Regions from separate parts of the Triticum aestivum genome. Here region 1 is linked to region 2. Evidence: chromatin contacts called from public Hi-C data. All regions are on one chromosome and are shown on one strand. Each heading gives the region's core, a stretch centred on a gene start, on an enhancer-like site or on the middle of the called end of the contact. The rest is flanking DNA. Distances are from core to core; before and after follow the strand shown.

Evidence for each region. Hi-C and Micro-C count contacts between places; a contact is called where the count stands out from the background.
Region 1: a Hi-C map of leaf shows a contact between it and region 2, with 6 times the contacts expected there. The contact joins the promoter of LOC123144050 here to the enhancer-like site in region 2. A contact is called at or near these places in 2 of 5 Hi-C or Micro-C datasets (both in leaf).

Annotation. Positions count from the first base shown.
Region 1 is chr6D:126,392,580-126,396,934 of IWGSC CS RefSeq v2.1, reverse strand. LOC123144050 (putative methyltransferase At1g22800, mitochondrial) reads left to right here and starts at 1,511. Exons shown (of 9, transcript XR_006471236.1): 1 at 1,511-1,920; 2 at 2,125-2,263; 3 at 2,561-2,630; 4 at 2,720-2,784; 5 at 2,864-2,942; 6 at 3,099-3,186; 7 at 3,642-3,731; 8 at 4,191-4,330. It overlaps LOC123144052 (a long non-coding RNA gene), which reads right to left and starts at 100. Exons shown (of 11, transcript XR_006471238.1): 1 at 1-100.
Region 2 is chr6D:125,785,243-125,789,770 of IWGSC CS RefSeq v2.1, reverse strand. No RefSeq gene overlaps it. Among protein-coding and RNA genes, the nearest start is that of TRNAS-AGA, 52 kb to the right of the region's middle. Within about 2 kb of position 1,505, at least 3 of the 8 cell types and tissues checked have an H3K27ac peak or open chromatin away from gene starts, as enhancers often do. A contact at or near this core is called in leaf, where this site is marked.

The sequences.
Region 1 (4,355 bases), core at 262-2,761, 610 kb before region 2:
CTGCGTCGGTGGACGGGCCGAGGCTTTTCCCTCTCGAGGGCGGTGGGCGGTGGGCGGTAGTGGATTGGCGGCAGCGACGGGAAGTGCGGGGAGGGAAGGGAACAGGGAGAAGCGGCGGTCATGTGATCGATTTGTGATGGGCTTAAAGTCTGGCCCTATCGGGGCTTAATATGTCCTGGACTCAGATATATGGGCTGCACCTAAAAAAAAGCAAATATGGGCTTGGAACCAACTGGGCTGTTCGTTAAGATAACGCAACCAGTACTTATATTTCTTTTCGAGAAGTTTCTAAAAAAATCTTTTCGAGAGTACACCATGGCGTACCATATTTTTAGGACGCCGATAACGCCCACACATATGGCATACTAGCCATCCGCCCACACACCGTGTGTGGCATGAGCAGGCGGCAGCCCATACGGGCAGTGTGTGGGCGAACATTAGAATTGCCCATACGTGTGGACGCAGCTGCTTCGTGCCACACGCCCAACAAGTACTACTCATCTCCAGCCCGCGCGTATGGCACGAAGTAAAAAATGCCCACACGTCCTGGCGCAGCTACGTTAGGTACCCGTGTGATGATGATTTTTAGTTGCCATCCGGGATGGCACGTAGTTATTCGGGATGGCAAATGTAGTTGTAAAAGCATGTCAACTATATCTGTTTTGGTTAACTATAGTTGCCATGTCTAATTTATGGCAGTTGCCGCGTGTAATTAAACCATAGTTGCCGTGTGTGATTAACTACTTACTACATATGGTCAAACAGTAGTTGCCATGTTTGTTTACCTAGTTGCCACGTGTGGTCCAACCACAGTTGCCATGTATGGTTAATCACAATTGCCATCTGTGTTTATCTGGTGGCCACGTACGCGCAACTGCAGTTGCCGTCTAGCAACGTATCATAGTTGCCATGTGTGTTTACCTAGTTGCCACGCGTAACTACAGTTGCCATCCAACAACGTACGAGTGTCGTGTGGGCGAAAAGCAGTTCGCCCACACGCGCGTGGATTAGGTGTTGGCTGTGTGGGCAGAAACTAGTTCGCCCACACAACGCAGCTGACAAACCGCTTGTTGCGGGGCGTGTGGGCGAACTCTCCAACGCCCACACACCAGCCTCGTCCTACGTGGCACGTAAATTCTGCCGTGTCAAGATTCATGTAAACTCAATTGGACGGTGATCCACGCGTTTGGGAGAATTGCAAAACTATCACACATGTGGGTGTTAGTATTTTCATATTTTTATAAAAGGCATGAGACAATTATAAAAAACTACCTCCCACTGTGAATAGCAAGTGTAGCACACACCTGACTAATTCGAAGATTGTCGATGAGTTTGCTTAAACATGATTGCTATTGAATTTTTGTTTTATTCTATCAAATAATTATTCACTTGGTCATGAAATTGCTCATGTGGATGTTGTATTTGAATCAAGCACAGACATTTAACTAGTTCCTCTAAATATTGTTGCTGAATAGTACGTACTGTACTAGTAAAGCTTTGCCGGATTGCCTAAAAAGCCATTTCTAAGAAAAGAGGTCTCCTGAACTAAAAAGAAGCCCTTCTCTCTCCTCCAACCGCCGGTGGTCGCTCCGTCGCTCGCCATGGCTTCCGGGTCCTCGGCCGCCGCACGTCGCCTTCTGCTATTGCGCCACCGCCGCCGCCACCTCGTTCCCAATCACCACTTCTCTTCCTCCTCGGCGGACGAAGTGCTGGACGGGGGCCGCGTCAAGATCTTCGATCGCGATCTGAAGCGCCGACACCGGGACCGGGCGGCGTGGGCGATGCGGGAAACTGACCCACTGGTAGACGCGGTCGCCGATAACCTCCTCGACCGCCTCGAGGACTGCAGGAAGGCGTTCCCCTCGGCGCTCTGCCTCGGCGGTTCGGCCGGCGCCGTCCGCCGGTCGCTTCGCGGCCGCGGTAAGAAGCTACTCAGCTCGCTTTTCTTGTTATTTCTTGCACCAGCCTCTTATCATGTGTACTAATCACTGCGTTGAACCATGTCAAATGTCTTCCTGAAAGTTCCGGTTTTCACATTCGACAATTGAAATGATCTGCGACACGTTGCTTCTCCTTGATATGTTGAACTAACCTGCAAGATGGCGCTGATGATTTGTGTGCCAGGTGGAATCGAGAAATTGACCATGATGGACATGTCGGTAGACATGGTGAACAAGTGGCGGGAGTTGGAGAGTGCTACTGACGACGGCCCCGAGATGAACTTTATCGTTGGAGATGAAGAGTATCTTCCTATGAAAGAGAAGTAAATACCAGCCATATTATACTTTCGGTGTGTTTGTTGGTTCCATTTACGTATGATTAGAGTAAACTGCACTGGATCCACATGCTTTCTCTAGCTCCCTTGAATGCTAATGTATTGGGGCCCCCCCCACTTATATATACACCAAAGAGATAAACTGTCAATTTGCAGTCTGCTATCTTATGCTTGAGTGGGTCAATATATTTTAGGTGTGAGTGGCTAATTGTCAAATTTAAAAGTAAATAAATTGTGATCTTGCATTGTATACTCCTCTATTGATGTGGCTCTTGGTTTCTGAAGCTCCCAGGATTTGATAATGAGCTGTCTTGGGCTACATTGGACAAATGATCTACCTGGAGCAATGATACAGGTAAGTCTTTTATTTTAAACACTGAAAGCATGAAGTTATCAAGCGCTAAAACATCTGAACTATGGTAATTGGCTGTCCTTTGATGGCAGTGTAGGTTGGCGTTGAAGCCTGATGGCCTTTTTCTTGCAGCAATTCTTGGCGGGGAGACTCTGAAGTGATAATCTTAGATTTACCATTTATCGACATTTTCCAGTTTCTTGTTTGACTTGCCTTTTCTTGGATGCTATGATCAGGGAACTAAGAATTGCATGCACTATTGCTCAAATGGAACGTGAGGGAGGCATCAGTCCTCGAATGTCGCCATTAGCACAAGTATGATTCCTTTATAATCAGAGATTTCGTCCAATGGGGATTGCTTGTTCTTCTTGTATGCCTCTGTTGAATAGCCTGTCATTGCAAACCATTGCCTTTACCTTGACTTATTAGTGTCTTTGGTTCTAATGGCGACATTGGGTTGTACATTTCAAGGTCCGTGATGCAGGAAACCTTTTGTCAAGGGCAGGCTTCGCCCTTCCAGGAGTTGATGTAGATCGATATACAGTCAAGTACAATAGTGGTGCGTACAAAAAAACTTGGATTTTCCGATTAGTGAATTTCTTCGTACAATATTTTGTGAAGATTGAATCAACATCTTTTCTTTATTCTGACTGCTCAGTAAATATTCTTATGACTATCAGATTGCAATGGTCACTTTTGTCTCATCAACATACAATTAGCAATGTTGTGTCTGATAAATATATTTTATATTCAAGAACCACGTTAATTTGTTATTGTTTTAAACTCTCCACAATATTTGATTCACCAAGTTATTTATTTCTCCTAACAATTTTATTACTTATTGCCAACTAGCTCTTGAACTTGTGGAACATCTTAGAGCAATGGCAGAAACGAATGCTCTCTTTCAAAGAAGCCATTTGAGCCTTTCTTATCATAATGTTTACTGAAATTGGCTTAGTCCCAATTAATTTAGTTGACATGGTAACTGAATTTACATTGGTTTTCTATTTTCAGATATTAAAGAGAGATACAGCACTAGCTACTGCAGCCATTTACCAGTCAATGTTTGGGTTAGAAGATGGAACCATTCCAGCAACCTTTCAGGTTTTGTACAGTTCAAAAATAATATCCCATCTTGTCCAACTTGACTAAATACAGAGTAGAAACCATGCAGTTTCTCGTTATAAACATTCCACGTATTTAAAGTTTGTTACTCCATTCATTTCATATTGCAGGGTGCAGTTCTTTTCTTTACGGTTTTCCAACTTGACTAAATACAGAGTAGAAACCATGCAGTTCCCCATTAATTTTCTGATCTTACTCTTAGTGCTTTCACTCCGTTCTGCTGTACATATGCATAAGCAACCAATCTTCACTGCACCGGACTCGCCTAAGAGAGCGGGGAGTAAATCTGAGAGGGGAATTGCATGCGCAATTCATGCTTTCCAAAACAAAATAAATGCAGCTGGGCTAGTTTGGACTTTTTCTCTACGGTTTTCGCTGCTTTTAAGCCACTCAAATCTCCATATATATTGCAATTGAGGGAGTAGTTGTTTTGTGCAGGTAATTTACATGACTGGGTGGAAGGAGCATTCATCACAGCAAAAGCCTAAGAGAAGGGGTTCTGCCACTGTATCATTTGGTGACATAAGGAAACAATTTGGTTCCAACCAAGACTGAAGAACTTTATCAGCTATGGTAAGGTGATGGCGCCGAGTTCATTTCTGT
Region 2 (4,528 bases), core at 256-2,755:
AATCCAAGCTTGCCAAGGACATCCGTCTTGCACTCGAAGTATGGCTCATGAGCAAACACTCCCTCTCGGATACGATTGAACAGATGCCTTGCCATACGAAAACGGCGACGGAATTTGTCCGGCTTGAAGAGCGGGGTATTCGCAAAGTAATCGGCATAGAGCAGGGCGTGGCCTCTCTCTCTCTCTCTCTCTCTCTCTCCGTGTTGCGGTTCAGGTTGGGAGCACGGCTGGGGACTGACCCACTGTACCGAGGAAGCTGCCGTTCAATGTGGTCGTGAACGACGAGTGCAGCCACCACAAGATCTTCGTCATCCGAGGACGAATCGTCCCATGAATAAATGAAGTGGTGGAAGAAAAATTCATCTCCACTGTCCATACCTTTGTGGGCAAAGTGTCAGACACCTTGCGGTCGTGGTGGCAAAGAGGCCGCGATGAACACCTCGATGAAGCAGGGGTGGTTGGCGGCCGGCTATTGGCCGCTCTAGAGCAGCCGACGGAAGCTGCCGTGGTCCATATCCGTCGCCGGGGGTCGTATCCCCTCTAGCACCGGCTACGACGGCGACGGCCAAATCTCCTACAACTGACGGCCAAAACTCCTAAGAAAGCGCGGGCGTGGTGGCGGCCATGTCGAGACGTGGTTTGGTATGGATGGCCGGGGGGGTGAGCAGTGAGGAGGCGGCCGGAGAATAGTGGCGGCGGAGTGGGGCGGGGGAGAGCGGGTGGAGGCGTTGGAGGCGAATGAAGTGCTAGTGTCCCCGATAGGCGGGCCACGGGGAAGACAAGGGCGTGCGTCCAGCCCATCCGTGCGATGTCCGTTTCACTCCAAACGCGGCGCAAGTTTGGGCTGGGAATGGGTCGAAAACAGACAAAATCCGAACATCTATCCGTTTAAGACCGCGTGTTGGGCCGCTTTATTCGTCCGTTCTACCGCAAACGGAGTTGGCCTTATTTCAACACAACATCGTCTCCACCATCTGATCGATATCGCTAGGCAAACAAAATAGAAGAAGAGAAAACAGAACAGATGAATGGATCTCCGCTCCTCTTGCCACTCACGAGGAAGGGGAGTGGACCAAGAGTGCACGGGGGAGAAACTTAGCTGCGGCAGCTAGGGTTGAGAGAGGGTGCTTGATACGGCGGTTACTTTTGGGAACCAAGCATGTGCCAAATTGATGTTAAAAAGGTAGACGCAGAACCGTGCTAAATACAAAATCCAGTCGCCGTTGACTCCCACGTGTTGCTCAACTCCGAAGACGATGAGGTAAAAAAAACGAAGAGGAAATGATCAGTACGACACGAGCAGGCAGATGTCTTAAATACAGACGTACAGTCCAGAACGCTGCCGGGCCGTCGTTGGGATCCACTTGCTCTCGGACGATAGCAGGTCTCGCGGGAAGGCTCTGCGCTGCAGTCGTCGCCGGTCGCAGTCTGTGTACGACTGACCGACCGCGACGTGCCATGGCATTGGCAGGGTGAACTCCCGCAGACTCACTTTGAATGCGATTCCACAGGGTACGCGTATATCCACCTGGGCTCTGGACTCAGGTAGCTGCATACATACGCGCACTTTGGCACGGCTCTGAACCTCTTTTCTTCCTTTCAAAATCCTATACAATTCGTTGATGCTTTGAAATCAAGGCCGCCGTCTAGTAGGCGTTTAGTGCTCTTCTTTTTGTGTCACCAAAGGCGATCCCGTGGTCGTGCACGGCACTTTGCACGTACGGGGTGCGATAAGTCAGGCGCACGACCGCGACTGCGAGTTTAATTGTGTGGATAAGTCGCCGAGTAATCGCCGTGCCCTTGTTTTATTTGTTGACTGAAAGCCAAATTGGTAGTATTATCTTTTCCAGACCAACATGTGTTAGTTCTTCTTTTCCTGGGTAAGATGGTCCATTTTTCAGGTGGGGTGATCCCTAATTTCGTATGTGCTTTTTTAGGGGTTTGTGTGTGCATTTAGGCCTTCTTTAGATTTAGATCATATGATAGGAATAAAAACAATCATACAAAGGGCCTGTTTGGTTCATGACTAATTTTGCCATAACTAAGCTTAGGTAAGTGTGGCTAACAAAATGATCACCACAAGAGTGGCAAGATTTGACAAAAAATTGAGCCTATAACATATGGACCATATAACTAGAAAAGTGTGGCAAGCAACAAATGTGCCAATGAAGCAAACACATGCCTAAGGTGTTGTGTCATGACTAAGGTTAGACATGACAACCTTAGGTTGGGAACCAAACAAGCCTGAACTGAGATGTCTTAATCCTATAAAATTGCCCCACGTTTCAAAAAAAAAATCCTATAAAAAATATGGATGTCACTTGGATAACAATTAATTTCGTTGAGTCTAGTCTAATGTTCCTTTTACTTGAAATGTGAAGGATTGGTTCCTAACATAAATAGGAATAAAAGTCCATTCCTACAAACCAATAGACTTAAAAATTTGCTATAAAAAATTCTATCCTTTGAAATTTCTACAAAATTCCTCTCAAGCAAAGAAGTTTCAGGCTCATGTACAAAGAGACTTGGGGCTTGCTGGATCTATATTGGGCTCTTTAAAGAAAGCCAGAAGAGTCAGGCCGCACTGTCTATAACTGCAAGCTTGCCAGGCCACACTCAACCCTCAAAAGACTATCAACCGTTGAAGACCTCCTGTTTGGGGCGGTGCTATGTCTTGCTTACAGTAAGACCTAGCGTGCTCGCGTGCCAGATGCATCCTTAAATGAGCCAGCCCAGTCACGCGGGAGGCCACGGTCAATTTTTTGTTTTATTTTCATGTTTTTTGTTTTTTTACTGTTTTACTTTTTTATTTCAAATATTCTAAATAATATAATATAAAAACTTACATAAACTATTATAAATAAACATTAACCAAGCATTTGGAAAATTTTAATGTTTATGAAGAAAATGTTTCTCATCAAGCATTTGGAAAATGCAGAATGTCTATAGAAAAAATGTTGATCATGTATTAAAAGAATGGTAAACTTGTATTTAAAAAATGTGAATCAAGCAGTTGAAAATTTTAAAGACGTGTATCAAATATGTTGACTATGTATTAAAAAAATGTTAATTTTGTACTTTGAAAAATGTTTAAATTGTGTATGGAAATAATGTTGACCATGCATTAAAAAAATGTTAACCAGCCATTTGAAAAATGTTAATTGTTTATAAATAAAAGGTTTCTCATGTATACAAAAAATATACAATGTTTGTGTGAAAAAACACTGTACATAAAACATCTAACATTTGTAAAATGTTTAATGTGTATAGAAAAAAATTGTTTGTCATGTATACAAAAAAATAATGGGTACGGAAAAATTGATCACGTATTCAAATTTTTTGATCAAGCATTTTAAAGAAAATTAATCAATTATTTCAAAAAGTAAATGTGTATATAAAATGTTTCCAGAGTATAAAAAATGTAGAACGTGTTTTAAAAATTTGAACATAAATAATAAATTTTATAAAATATTGATCGCGTATGAGAAAAAAATGTTACGCGTGTATAATTTTTTTCCTGATATATAAACCAAAACGTAAAATGTGTATGAAAAAAGTAGTAAGAAAACACAAATATTTGACAAAAATGTTAATCATCTATTTAAAAAATCTTAAATGTGTGCCAAAAAATGATCCTCCTATATATTAAAAATGTGGAACGTCTCTTTGAAATTTGAACTGAAAATAAAAAACAATTAAAAATGTTGATAGTGTCGAAAAAATATTAATTATATATTTCAAGAAATGAAATATGTATTAGTTCGTTTCCTGATATATACTGAAAATGTACAATGGGTATGAAAGAAAATTAATCATCAAACATATTTATTAAAACGTGTTAGCATGTATTTCAAAATGGTAAATATGCATAATAGAAATGTTCCATATATATACGTACTAGCAGTGTGCCCGCGCGTTGCAACGAATCCAAAGTAGGATAAGAGTTGTTCACAAACTTGAAAGAAAACACTCTAGTTTTGATATACGTATATCACTAAAAATATATTATGTTTCACTCGGCTGTTATGATGCGGTGAGGGAATGATGTGGTTGGTTTCAAGATAATAAGGGGTTTTCTGCAAATTGGAGCAGAGAAGTGAGCTATTGCTGCAAAAAAGTCACAACTTACCTCTCTGTCGTTAGATGCAGATCTAATGGTCAAAAACTATGGATGACAAAAACATCATCATCACCAACTGAGTCTTTTATAGGAGTAGAGACAAATGTGTACCAAAAAATGTGAACATCTGTTGAAGAAAACAAAACAAAGAAAGGTGGCGAAAAACGAAGAATTGGAAGGAAGAAACACCTTATAAATGAACAAAATTGGAAAAACCAAAGGAAACCGTGAAAATCATGAAGAAAAAGAGGAAAATCGAAAAGAAAAGAGAAAAAACAGAGAAAACCAGTGCAAAAAAAGAAAAGGAATCATAGAAACAAGAGAGACCGATGGAAATCGATAAAGAAAAAAACAATAGAAAAGAATAAAGAAAACACAAAACCCTATGAAAATAGAGAAATAAATGAA